Regions from separate parts of the Mus musculus genome. Here region 1 is linked to region 2. A link is a contact called in public Hi-C data. All regions are on one chromosome and are shown on one strand. The core of a region is the stretch at or near the end of the contact, and the rest is flanking DNA. Distances in the headings are between cores, read along the strand shown.

Evidence for each region. Hi-C and Micro-C count contacts between places; a contact is called where the count stands out from the background.
Region 1: a Hi-C map of muscle stem cells shows a contact between it and region 2, with 2.1 times the contacts expected there. The contact joins two enhancer-like sites. A contact is called at or near these places in 7 of 484 Hi-C or Micro-C datasets (the G1E-ER4 cell line, cerebral cortex, liver and 2 more).

Annotation. Positions count from the first base shown.
Region 1 is chr1:154,169,913-154,177,141 of GRCm38.p6, forward strand. No RefSeq gene overlaps it. Among named protein-coding and RNA genes, the nearest start is that of Zfp648, 28 kb to the right of the region's middle. Within about 2 kb of position 5,594, at least 36 of the 459 cell types and tissues checked have an H3K27ac peak or open chromatin away from gene starts, as enhancers often do. A contact at or near this core is called in muscle stem cells, where this site is marked.
Region 2 is chr1:153,974,700-153,981,084 of GRCm38.p6, forward strand. No RefSeq gene overlaps it. Among named protein-coding and RNA genes, the nearest start is that of Gm30327, 13 kb to the right of the region's middle. Within about 2 kb of position 3,857, at least 24 of the 459 cell types and tissues checked have an H3K27ac peak or open chromatin away from gene starts, as enhancers often do. A contact at or near this core is called in muscle stem cells, where this site is marked.

The DNA.
Region 1 (7,229 bases), core at 4,344-6,843, 200 kb after region 2:
TCTATGCCCCTCTCCTGTCCACCCAACTCATGCTCCATGGCAGACCTCTGTGACAATTAAGACCTGCTCTGAATCGCATGAGTTGTGGCTTTAGTACAAGGTTAAAGCTCTGCATTGCAAATGAGAGGAGAAATCGGTCTTAGTGTGTAGTATCTATGCCTTCTTGAATCAAAATAGCTTTGAAAGGAGGCAAGACTGAGATCCACCTAGGGTAGGTGATATTCTTTCTCTTGCTGTGATAAAACACTGACCAAAAACAACTCTGGGGAGAATGGGCTTATTTTCACTATACTTTATCACTAGGGAAGCCAAGACAGGAACTCAAGGCAGGAACTGAAGCAGAAACCACAGAGAAACAATGCTTGCTTTACACGGCTTTGTTCTATAATCCAGGACCACCTGCCCAGGGTTGGCACTACCCACAGTGAAGAGCTACTCCAAGCCCAAGCTGTATATGATGGCGTGAGCAAGGATACAGTCTTACCACTGAGCATGGTGAGAGATGAGAACATTCTCTCCTGAGTCCTATGAAGTTTCCGAAGATAACTATCACATTCTTGTTCAGAGTCCACCTGCAGCAAAGGGGTCTGGTTATCCTGGAGGCAAGGGCATCCAGTAAAATATCAGCTACACAGAGTAGGAGAGGTCAGACTCAGAGAAGGAAGAGGATCATCTCCGAAATGCCAAGGCCAAAGGAGCACCGTTTATTTCCTCTCTTATTCTTCACAGTATGTTTCCTTTTTCTCTGGGCTATGTCTCATCGGTTGCATTTATTCATCCTTTGTAAGAGATGTCGCCATACACAGGGGTATGGCCCGCCATGGTTCTGAGTTCACAAAGATGACTAAGTAAACAGGTCGGGCAATATGTATAACATAGTGAATGTTCTGCAGAGAGCTTTGCCAAGCGCTGAACTGCAGGGAGGGATGCAGTGTGCCATAGCAGGAAGGATTCTCAGCATGCCTGATGCCTGAGACGGATGCTTTGGGGGATGAAGGGTTTTGCCTGGCGGACAAACAGGAAGAGGAAGCATTTTATGCAGAGAAACTCGTGCTAACTCATCAACTCTTTTGCTCATTTAATGACCATTTACTTAGTACCTGTTTGGAAACAAGATGTGTTCTCACAAATAAGATAAGAGTTAAAGAAGAGACTTTGTCCCTGCCCTTGGGAATTTTACAATCTAGTTTTGTGATACAGGTAAGAAACAAAACAAAACAAAATCCCCCAAACAACCCTTCCCCTGTCATCAACAAAACAAAACAAAACAAAACAAAACAAAACAAAAACAAAACAAAAAACCCAACCAACCAACCAACCAACCAACCAACCAACCAACCAACCAACCAACCAAAAGCAACCCAGAAACACATATTTGGGGGAAAAAAACAAAACAACAACAACAACAACAACAACAAAAACGGGACAGGAGAAAATGGATGGTCTGAGAGCTATTTAGGGAGCACTAAAATCCACAGGACAAACCTAGTGAGAGTCAATGCAGTAAGCTTAGGGAACAGGGTAGTCACAGCAGAGAGCTCTAGCAAGCAGTTGGAGAAGACCTGGTTAGAATCTTGAGTTTTATTCCTCAGACAGTGGGGAAAGAACATTGAAGACTTTAACTTAGCCAGTGCTGTGATCTTGTTTAAGTATAAGGAAAACCACCCTGAGAGTAATATGTAAAACTGCGGGGAGAGGTTCCGAAGTTGGAAGCCTATTTGCAATAGTTGTTATGAGTCTTGACTTTTTTCTGTCTCTGTCTGTCTGTCTGTCTCTTTGAGAGAGGGTGGCCTGGAACTCCATGTGAACCAAGTTGCCCTCAGTCACACAGGAATTCTCTTGCCTCTGCCTCCTAAGTCTTAGGATCAAGGGTCTACACCACCACACATTGCAAAATATATAACCCAGGCTGCCCTTGAATGTGTGATCCACCTACCTCTACATTTCCAGCCTTATCCTGTAAGCTTGCACCACTACAACCAGCCCTGACTGTTCCATATGCACCCCAGCACGTCAATCTTCTCCCTTAAACATGTTGCTGGAAAAGAATATTGTGACGCTTGATCAGCACAACTTAGTAATTGATATATATAGTACAATATTAAGTGACCATCACTCCAGTATTTTATATAGACCTTGTTGCCAGAATAAATTCCCTGGCCACTTTGTCTTGTTCCTCACTAAATGCTGATCCTTCCCCTCTGGATGTTTAGTTCTTGGTACCAATATGAGAATTCCATTCATTTTTGTTAAATATATTTTGTTATATATATATATCCCTCATTCTAACTCACCAGAATTATTTAGGATCCTGTGAGTTGTCTGTGTGCTTGCATCTTGCCATTTATTTATTTGTTTATTTATTATTTAATTTAATTTTGTAACACTTGTGAATTGGGATTTCACTCCAATGAATCACTCTGTCTTGAGTCCTGGCTAAAACTCCTAAACAAACCAAGAGCATGTCAATGTTTCATGGGACCTTTTTTTGCCATGATGTTTGAGGATACCTGACGATTCCCTTTTTTCAAACACTGTATTGAAATCTGAACTTACTATGTATGGTATTGGTATTGCATGGGCCATTGTCTTAAAAATAATAATGAAATAATTAAAAATTCATTCAGAAAAATCTGTTCTTAGTTACTCAGTCTTGACTGCTAATCACCACTGCTCTTTCCAAAGATTCATTAACAGTTCCTTTAACCAGCCTTCTCAATGCTCAGTTCTCAGCTGCTGTCTTAAGAGACTTCTCAACAGGAGGGACGCAGTATATCCTTCCCTTCCTGGGAGCCTTTATCTCCACTGAGCCCCCAGAGTACCACCCTCTCTGTCTTCTAGGTCATCTTTCTTGGTCTCTTCATGATGGTTCCTGTTTTCCCAACTCTGGAATATGCTGAGGCTAGTTCTTGGGCTTACTCTCACACTACTTTAGGCCCTTTATAATCCCAACATGTTCATTGATAAACTTGGTTTTGCTCATTTTCTTTTGGTATCAAAGTTTGTCTGAGACTGGACAATTTATTCATAAAAATATCTTGGATCATGGTCCTGGAAGCTGGGACATCCAAGAATGGTCCTTCTAACTGGCAAGGGCCTTTATGATCTGTCATCCCATGGAGGAAGACAGGAGGACGAGAGAGAGAGAGAGAGAGAGAGAGAGAGAGAGAGAGAGAGAGAGAGAGAGAGAGAGAGAGGAGAGGAGAGGAGAGGAGAGGAGAGGAGGTCTAAACTCACTTCTCTAATAAATCCACACTTGGAATAACATTAATTCATTCATAAGGCTCTACCTTCGAGACTACTCATCTCTCACTGGCTTCACCTCCCAACACCAGGGCAACAGGGCAACATCAATGTCAGGTTTCCAGCAAACCTTATATTAAAGTATTTTCTTAAAAATTATATATATATATAGTCACACTCTGCTACATCTCTACCTCTGTCACACCAAAGGAGTGGATTCTGTTATTTTGTTTACTGATGCATTCCAGGGCCCAGAACAGAATTCAACATACAACAGGTGTGTAGCAACACATGTCAAATAATCGTACAGTCAGAGGTTTTGCCTGGCATTGAGGACATTAAGTCATTTTACCTGCTTTATTTTGAAAACTGGAATGTATCCATTTGAGTCCATGCCTTCAGACTGCCATGATACTCCTCACACTGCTTGAACACACCCCATTCTTTGGGGACTCAGCATGTTCCAGTCAGTACTCCTAACTTTTTTTTTGGACAAATAGAAATGTGAGGATTGTTTCTCCCATTGCTCACGACCTCCTCATCATCCCTGGGACAGACCTAAGTTTCCGTTGTTCTGCTCAAACAAAGCATTAAAAGGGCTCTTGTGCCAACCCCTTTCAGGCACCTTGGTTCAATGGCTCTGATATCACCCTTCCAGCTCCATGCCAGTCTGCCATGCTTGTACGCTGGCTATGGGTCAGTAGCCACTCATTCTGTCTTGTATGCAGGTGCTGCTGTCCTGAAGCTCAGCTGAGTGTGGCCTGGGCACTCCCGTGAGCCTGTTTTCCACACTCCCTAGACTGCTTCATGCCCCACTCTTCCTTAGGTCTTGTCTCTCCCTATCTTCCACTTCAGGAAGAGCTGGGATCCTGTTAATGAATCTCATTCTACAAAGTCTCTTATTGGGAGCTGGCAATAGTTGGCTGGTTCTACCATAGTCATGCCCCTTGCCTGTGTTGTGCAGTTGCTAGAAAGGGTACTCCAACATGAGCTATATTATCCAAGTTCTCTGAGGGCAGAGAAGCCCCAGGGTTGAGTTCCAGCTAATGTAATATGGACCAAAGTGATAAGTGATACACACCATTCCTAAGACTGACTTGAGGAGTCTCTGCTCCTCTTTGATTGCCTGCTCCTCTCTCTCTGAGGCTGGGGACCTACACTCCCACTGATTCTGGAAGCTGCTTGTTGAAGAAGGCTGTGCCTCTGCCAGCTTGATTGCCTGAGGACATCCCCAGACTGCATTTTGCAAGACAGAGAAATAAACATCTACTGTATTAAGTCACTGAGGATTGAGTATTTGCATATTATAATAGCTGGGACACCTAACTAATCCAAATCTAACAATACTTCTTCAACAAGCCTCTTGCAATCCTCTCTCTAGAGAGGGTGTTGTGCACATGCAAGGGACATATTCTCAGCCTCCCAGCCCCTCTGTTTCCTCATCAAAGCCAATTCTCTACCACAACAAGGGCCACTTCAGTTTCCTTCCTCATATGCTCCACCTTTGGGGGGAACAAATAAACAAAGTCAGGCACCAGCAGCTCCCTGGGGAAAAGAGCTGATTGGATCCTGTGAGGAGGAACAAGAGAGCAAGAGGACCATAATGGGTTAGCATCTAGGTTCTTCTTGGGAGGAAGCCTGGAGGAAGCTTTAAATATGAGAAACTTTACCCTGGACCCTGAGAGCCAGGCCAAGAAGCAGATGCCTGTGTGCCGTACGTCTGAGGCAGCATGGAGCTGCTGGCGGCCTGGTTACACAGTGGCTTCATCGGTGCTTTGTATTGTGATCAGACTGCACTGGGGCCTGTGTGATGGGTGGATAAGATCAAAGCCTGGAGGAAGAGAGAAACCAGGTTGTCTGTGCTCCTCAGCCATAGCAACTGTTTCTGAGGAAGCCCAGTTCGAATGCCTGGCTTAGCTTTATAGGGGCAACAGCATGTGACTGGGGGTGGTGGTGGTGGTGGTGGTGGTGGTGGTGGTGGTGGTGGTGTCTAGGGCCTGCAACAACTGCTGTTAGCTTGCCATCTCTTCATAATTAATTGAGCCTTTCTTTCTCTCCTTCTCCCTCCATCTTTCCTCCTCCTCCTTTCCCCTTTCTTCTGCTGCTTCCTTCTCTCCCTCCCCCCTCTTCTCTTCTTTTCAGCTACTCAAGTCAAGCCCTCCTCCTCTTCCTATCTTTTAAAACCTTCTAACATATGAATAAGGTGATCACACAAACAAAGAACAGCTGGCAGTAGCAACAATACTAAGCTGAATACTTACAGCTGTGCCACGCAGAGTTCTAGTGGGTTACACTGATTAGCCTAGCTCAAAGGAACTGGATGAAGCAGCTGCCTGCTCTGGTCACATTGTACAGACAGGGAACAGATGCCCAGAGCTTTCACTTCTCTCTCAGCCTCACATGGGTAGTCCAGACCGTGTGTACGTCAGCTGCCTTCTGATTCTATGTTCTCAGCCATGGACTGAGTGAGCACTTAGACATCACTGCCTCCCAAAAGGGCGACCTGGAGGAACATGGGCGCTGTGCCTGATGCGGTTAAGTCTGACTACTGCTGGATCCCTCTCCTGCCCTGGCTCCATGTTGAGTCTCAGACCAGATAATGGCCACGATTTGGAGTTTCAAAGGAGGAAGCTTTTGTGAATTAAGCATCAAAAGACTCATGCCTCTGATATCTTTGTGGTCTTGAGCAAGTCACTTCTGTGATCTGAACTTCACTTAGGAGAGAAAGCAAGTAAGCAAGCAAGCAAACAAACAACAGCAACAAACTACTCCTACAACAACAAACACACCAAATAAAACATCCTTATAGTGTAGTCATGTGTCCCAACCTGGAAGATCTCTTAATGCTCCCAGGATTTAAGTGAGTTACTCAAGTGTAAACCTGACTCAGAATTCAGTTCTAGATGAAACATAGAGGCACAGCAGTGTCTCTGGCCCGGAGAAGCTATATAACACACTGATGCTCCAATCCACTACCCCCAACCCCACCTACTCCCATTACTGTGTAGCCTTAAGCAAGGCCATTCACATGACTGTGAGACAGTCTCATAGGCAGGGGCTGGCTCTCACCTTTCCTGTGCTGGATACTCAGATCAAGCCCAGTCTGCCTCAAATGGACAGGCAGAGTTTATAGCTCACCAAATAGTTCAATGGGAGATCATAGCTTCATGCTGGTCCCCGCCCTTTGCCTTCTCCAGAGCCCATGTTTAGATGCTCAAATTGAATCTGATGAAGTCTTTCCCCTTCTTTCCATCTCTCTTCCTCCTTCCTCTTTTCCCTCTCCCTCTCTTTTTCTCTCTTTCTCTCTCTGTTATAATTGTTGAATGTATGCACATTATACTGTGTAAGCTAAGGAATTCAATAATATACATTGATCTGGCCCAATGGCATGGCTGGTCTTTGGTACCTATGCGGAGTTTTTCATGGATTCTTATGTCATGTGAGGTATAGAGTTGACCTATCCAATGAGCTATCACAGTGGTTGACGCTCCACAGGCCCCTCTTTATCTGTACTTCAAGAAATTCCATGTGTAGGATAGAGCTCAGGGCTCAAACGAGGGACTGTATCATTCTTGAGTATGTTTGTGACAGGTATATGTCTGCACTGTAATGGGAGTGGGGGAGTGGAGTGGAACAGATGAAGGCTGATGTATGACTATCATTGACATACTACAGACGAGCATCAGTATGTTGTGACAGCCATACCATACCTGGAAGTAGATCAAGTGTGTATTAGGATTTTTTGTTACCATAATGAAATAAACAAGGCTATTTTTATGACAAACAGTTTCGAAGGTCTGAGGTTCTAGTGTTGTTCAGCTCTGGTGAGGATGGAAATGACAAGAGTGTATTCCAGAGCAAGGAATTACATCTTAATAAAGAAAGCAAGGGAGAAATGTAGGGGTCAGATTGCTCCTCTAATAGACCTTCCTTGGGGATGACTCTTGGGGGGGCACATCTCTAACCACCTAAGTTGTTCCCACTAG
Region 2 (6,385 bases), core at 2,607-5,106:
GAGAGTTACAAGAATCGGCTGGTCTGTTTCACACAGATGTTTTCCAGGGCAGACAACTGGCGTTGGAGGAGAGAAGGGAGTGGACAAAGAACAGTGAGCGGAAAACACCAGAAACACTGCTTCTTGTATGCGCCCTCTTCTCTGTTTCCAGTTCTTCAGACCCATAGTCTTGGGAGCCCAGCAAGTTCCCCTCCTGTTCCCATGACTCCATTCTTGTCCTGCTGAGGCAAGGTCCCCTCTCCTCTGCACCATAGCAGGTTCTTTTTGGTGCTCATAAAAACCAACCATCTGACTCTAAATCACCCTGGCTTCCCAGTTCATTAGCCCTGGGCCCATGTTCTGGAAAGAGACCCAACAGATTTTTGTGACTCTCCAAGTAGGCCTTGTGGGGAATCCATGGTGTGAGGAGGGTTTTTGATCTTTGCATTTTATATCTTCACTCCTCTTCTCTAGAGAAGGAAAGTTTGGGGACTGTTCTCTTATGGCATTGGTGCCCTTTCCTTCTGGGTTCTGCTTTTCTACATCTGTGGTGGTTTGAATAGGAATGGTCTTTATAGGATCATATATTTGAATGTTTGGTCATTAGGGAGTGGCCGTACTTGAGAGGAATTATAAAGTGTGATTTTTTCAGAGGAAGCATGTCTCTGGGGGTGGGCTTTGGGGTTTCCAATGTTCAAGCCAGGCCTAGTGTCTCTCTCCTTACTGCTGACTGTGGATCTTGTGTAGAGCTCTGAGCTTCTCCAGCACCATGTCTGCCTATGCGCTGCCATGCTATTATATGGACTAAACCTCTGAAACTGTAAGCAAACCCAAATTAAATGCTTTTTTTTTCCTTTTATAAGAGTTGCTATGGTCATGGTGTCTCTTCACAGCAACAGAGCAGTGACTAAGACATGTGGGTTCTAGGGACTAAACTCAGGTAGTCAGGCTTGTAAAGCCAATACTTGACTTTTGTTGGTCCTATTATTATTATTATTATCATTATTATTGCTATTTTAAGACTCTATGTAACCCTGTGTATTATTTACTTTTATATTGCTGTGATAAAAACCCTATGATCAAAATAACTTATAAAATTAAAAAATGTGTTTAATTTGGCTTATGGTTCCAGGAAGTCAGAGTCCATGATGGTGGAGTGAAGACACGATGGCAGGGTCAGCTGAGAGCTCATGTCTCTAAATATAAGCAGGAGGTGGAGAGTACGGTGGAAAAGGCATGTGTCATTTGGAACCTCAAATATTCAAACATATGAGCCTATGAAGGCTGTTATTATCCAAAACACTGGCCTTGAACTCACAGGGATCCACCTCCCTCTGTCTCCCAAATGATGCAATTAAAGGCATAGTCCCCAGACAATCAATTCTCCTCTTCCTCCTCCTCCTTGCCTGACCTTCTCCTCCTCCTCCTTCCAAATGTATGTCTATGAGTGTTTTGCCTGCATGTATGTCTGTATACCATATTCATGCCTGGTATCTGCAGGGTCCAGGAAAGGGGATTAGATACCCTGGAACTGGAGTTACAGATGGTTGTAAGCTGTCATTTGGATGCTGGGGGTTGAACCTAGGTGCTCTGGAAGAGCGGCTGGTTCTTTTAACTACTGAGCCATCTTGCTAGCCTCTCCACTTCCTTATAATTCTTAGAGGCCTATTTGTAGCACCTACATTTCTTTTCTCTTTTTCTTCTTTTCTTTCTTTCTTTCTTTCTTTCTTTCTTTCTTTCTTTCTTTCTTTCTTTCTTTCTTTCTTTCTTTCTTTCTTCCTTCCTTCCTTCCTTCCTTCCTTCCTTCCTTCCTTCCTTCCTTCCTTTCTTCTTCTTCTTCTTCTTCTTCTTCTTCTTCTTCTTCTTTTTTTTTTTTTTTTTTTTTTTTTTTTTTTGGTTTTTGGTTTTTGGTTTTTCAAGACAGAGTTTCTCTGTATAGCCCTGGCTGTCCTGGAACTCAGCACCTACATTTCTGGGCAGGTGCCCTAAAGTCACAATAAATGTCTACTCAACCTGGATAACCCCAAATACCATGCCACACGTCAACTACCAGATTCATCATGCCCTAGTAGGTTTTCATTCTCAGTTGAAATGCTAGTCTTTTGTCATTTACTCTTTCCAAAATTGGGCACCAACATCTGTTTAGATGACCACTTCAGAGACCAGACTTCATCCCTTTTCTTTCTTTTCCTTCATCTAAGCTTAGTATGTTATAAAGTCTTGTTAACGCTGTACCATGATCTTTCTTCTTGCCAACTTTCTCTGTCACTCATGACCTGTTTATTTACTTTTAAACTTTACTTTTATTTTATTCACATGTATATGTTTGTATGAGTGAATGCCATGTGTGTGAAGGTGCCCATGAAGTCAAGAGGCACTGGAGATACAGGTGGTTATGAGCTGCCTAATGTGGGTGCTAAGAACTGCACTTGGGCTCTCTGGAAGAACAGAAAGTACCTTTATGAAGCAATATCTCCAGCCCTCATTTGTTTATTTAAATTCAAGCTTTCTCTAAGCCAGTGAATCCCTCTGTGTTGTAACCAAGGGTAACCTTGAAAGCACATGCTTGATTCTCTCTCTGTTCTCTTCACATCTTTGAGGGTAGAGCTTTGCTCCTTGGCTAACAGAGGTGCCATGAGTCCTTTACAGTATAATCCCAGTTTATTTCCCGGAGTCCTGCTCCTGCCCAGCCCTCCTGCTCAAATGTCCACATGTGACCTGGCTTGTTGGATCATGAGGTCTTTGCCCTCTCCTCTCACCTTGGCAGCTTCTCCATCATTCAGGGCCTCTTGGGCAAAGGCTTTCTTATTGGAGTCGTTCATGTGTTTTATTTTGGTATACAGACATACATACAGGCAAAACACTCATAGACATACATTTAAAAGGAGGAGGAGGAGAAGGTCAGGCAAGGAGGAGGAGGAGAAGAAGAAGAATTGATTGTCTGGTGACCTTCCCATGAGTTCTTCTAATGTTCCTCTTCAGGACCATAACACATGAATTACCTTTTCCTCCCCTCATGCTGTGCATACTTCTATTATAGCATTCATTACATTGTTTTATGAAGTCTTTTCCTTCCTTGTCTCCTGCTCTCTTGAGGACTTTTTCTTATTCATTACTGTACTGGATGGTTTTATAACAACCTGACACCAGCTGGGGTCATCAGAGAAGGAGCCTCAACTGAGAAAATGCCTCCCTAGATCTGGCTGTAGACAAGCCTGTAGGGCATTTTCTTAATTAGTGATTGGTGGGGGAGGGCCCAGCCTATTGTGGGTGGGAACCACCCTTGGGCTGGTGGTGCTGGGTTCTATAAGAAAGTAGGCTGAGCAAACCATGGGGGAAAAGCCCATAAGCAGCACCCTTCCATGACTCCCGCATCAATCAGGTCCTGCCTCCAGGTCCCTCCCCTGTTTGAGTTCCTGCCTTGACTTTCTATCGATGTTGAACAGTGGTATAGAAGTGTTAGTCAAATAAACTGTTTCCTCCTGGGCTTGTCTTTGGTCCTGGTGTTTCATCTTAGCAACAGTAACCCTAATGAGGACAAATTACCATATTTCATCAAAGTGCCTGCTACACAGGCAACACTAAGTTTTATTTTAATTCTTCTTCTTCCTCATTTTCTTCTTTTTGACCTCTCTCCAGTCTGATTGAAGGTGTGGACAAAGCCCAACTTCTTTTTTCTTCTTTTTTTCTTTTACCCCTGGCTGAGCCAGTTCAAATAGGACACAGCAGGCCCTGAGAAATTGTAATAAGAATGAGAGATCAAGGGCCTGGAGGACAAAGAGCACATTGAGTGGTTTTCAGTAGGGGTGACTGGAATCGCACCCCCCATGCTTGCTCAGAAAATAACAGTCATATTTTACAGCCTAATCCTGTCTTACGCTTTCCACAGTGGAGGCCAGCTGGTGTTAACAACATCCTGATGAATGAGCCAAGGAGAGAGTATGTGTGTGCTGGTGAGGACTTTCTGGTGACTGAGGGGAAAAAAAAATTGTCTCAGCCTGGGCTGGCATTGGTCTATTGATCCTAACGGAGGACTGACCAATCTTTTTCTGTAGGGACAAGAAGGATACTAAGCTTTGTCAACCTCGGGGGCTCTGTGGCACCTACTTAGGTCTGCCATTGAAATGCCACAGCCACCATAGAAGACATGTAAATGAGTGAGTGTGGCTGTCTTCCTGAGAAACCATCTGTGGACCCTGAAATATTAAAGATAGGTGTTTCATGTGGGTTTTGTTCTTATTGTTGTTTAGTTGAAACAGAATCTCATTAGCTCAGGCTAGCCCAGGCAACCCATACCTGAGAATGACCCTGAACTTCTAATCCTCTGGCTTCGATTTTCTTCGTGACAGACACCTCCTTCCTACCTAAAGGGCTTAAAACTGAGAATCCCTCTCAGTCAGTGCTAAGTGGGTAGCTGGTAGAATTTGACCCACAGTCCATACCATAGTTCTGACCCTGTTCTCAGAGGCATGGTTTATCACTTCACCAATGCTTCTGAGACTAGACAGTTCTGGGCCCATTCAGGGTGGTATAGGCCTAGTCAACCCACCATTCACAATAGCCATTTTTGGATGGAAGTACTGTAGAGAGTGCTGACTTCTGATAGGATAGCAGCAGCCTTCGCCTACCGTCTCAGTCAGGGCTTCTACTGTCGTGATAGAACATCGAGAGTAGAAGCAATATGGGGGAGGAAATGGTTAATTTTATCCTACAGCTTATAGTCCATCATCCCGGGAAGTCACGGGAGGAACTCAAGCGAGGTAAGAAACTGGAGGCAGGAACTGATGTAGAGGTCATGGAGGAGTGCTGCTTATTCGCTTGGTCCCTCTGGCTTGCTCAGCCTGCTTTCTTAAACACCCCAGAACCACCTGTCTAAGGGTGGCACCATCCACAACAGGCTGGGCCCTCCTACACCAACCACTAAGAAAATGCCCTATAGATTTGCTGCTTAGAGGCCAATCTTCTGGAGGCACTTTCTCAGCTAAGATTAACTCTCCCCAGATATGTCTAGGTTTGTGTCAAGCTGACAGTTCTGACCAGCACACCTACTGAGTGCCAAGCGCATGTCAGTAGGGAACGTAGACCCTCTCGCTGTTTCTCACAACTGTGCATGGTGGAGCTGGGACAGCCTGCGTTACAGAGGTTTGCCCAGCTAAAACTCATGCCAGACTTTTGCCGAGTGCCTGGTTCTCAAGTTCGTGTTCTTGTCACATCACAGTGCCAGAGCAAACGTGTCGTTGCCATGGAATGGGTGCGTGACAGGTTACATTTTGCCAAGGTACTTTTTTTTTTTATTATATATGGGTCAAATCTTTATTAGAAAACTTGGGGACAACAAGGACCAAAGAGCAGATGGTGTCATATCCAGCAGGGAATCATAACAGCTCTGAATCCTCCAAGACTTGATGAACCCTCCTGAATCTTTAACTTTAATTAGCTAGGCATTTTGTTTCTGGATCCTAAGTATGGGGTCTTGCACATGCTAGGCAAGCACTCTAGCAATGCGTTACAGCCCCAGATCTTCTGTTCTGTTTTGATTTTAAGAAAGGCTCTCACTAGGATCGTTGGGCAAGCCTTCAATTCACTGTGTAGCCTAGGAAGAGTTAATTCAAGGCCAGGCCAGTCTGGAGTCTGGGGCACATAAAGAATCAATCTCTCTCTCTCTCTCTCTCTCTCTCTCTCTCTCTCTCTCTCTCTCTCCTTCCCCCCTCTCTCTCAATTCTTTTGGTTTGGTTTGGTTTGGTTTGGTTTTGTTGTTGTTGAGACAGCCCTTCTGGCTATCCTGGAACTGCTCTGTAGACCAGTCTAGCCTCAAATTCAGAGATCTGCTTCCGGAGCCCTGGGATAAGGTATATGCCACCACTGCACCGCTGGAAGACCCTGTTTCAAAATAAAACACATGTATGAGTGCAAACATACACACACACACACAACTTTACATGTACAGTTTAACCTGTCACTATTCCTTAATTATCATTTCCTGAGGACTCTACAGGATGATAGTGGGAAAAGTGGGCAGTTCACCCCATGAGATTAGCCATACGATCTCGCTGCCTCTGTCTCTCAAGTGCTAAGCTTGGTCTGTTGCCACGTTTCTACACCTGCCCTTCTCTCTCCTGTATTCTGACAGCTTCTCTCCTCAGAAACCTTACCTTCTCGCCCCTACTTTAGAATTCCTCAAGAGACAACAGGCAATATGGGGTGTGGGCGGCGTGAGGATGGGCATGCTCAGTCACTCTCTGCCATGCCAGGAGTCTAGCACAAGCTCTGGTGTCTGTCCTGTCCCCACCATGTCCTACCCTAGCTTCCTCTGAGACCTCATAAGTTAGTTCCCTTTCCAAAGCTGGGGTGTGACTGTCACTGGGCCAGCCGGCCACAGCTGCAGGCCCTGGGGAAACAAGCTCAG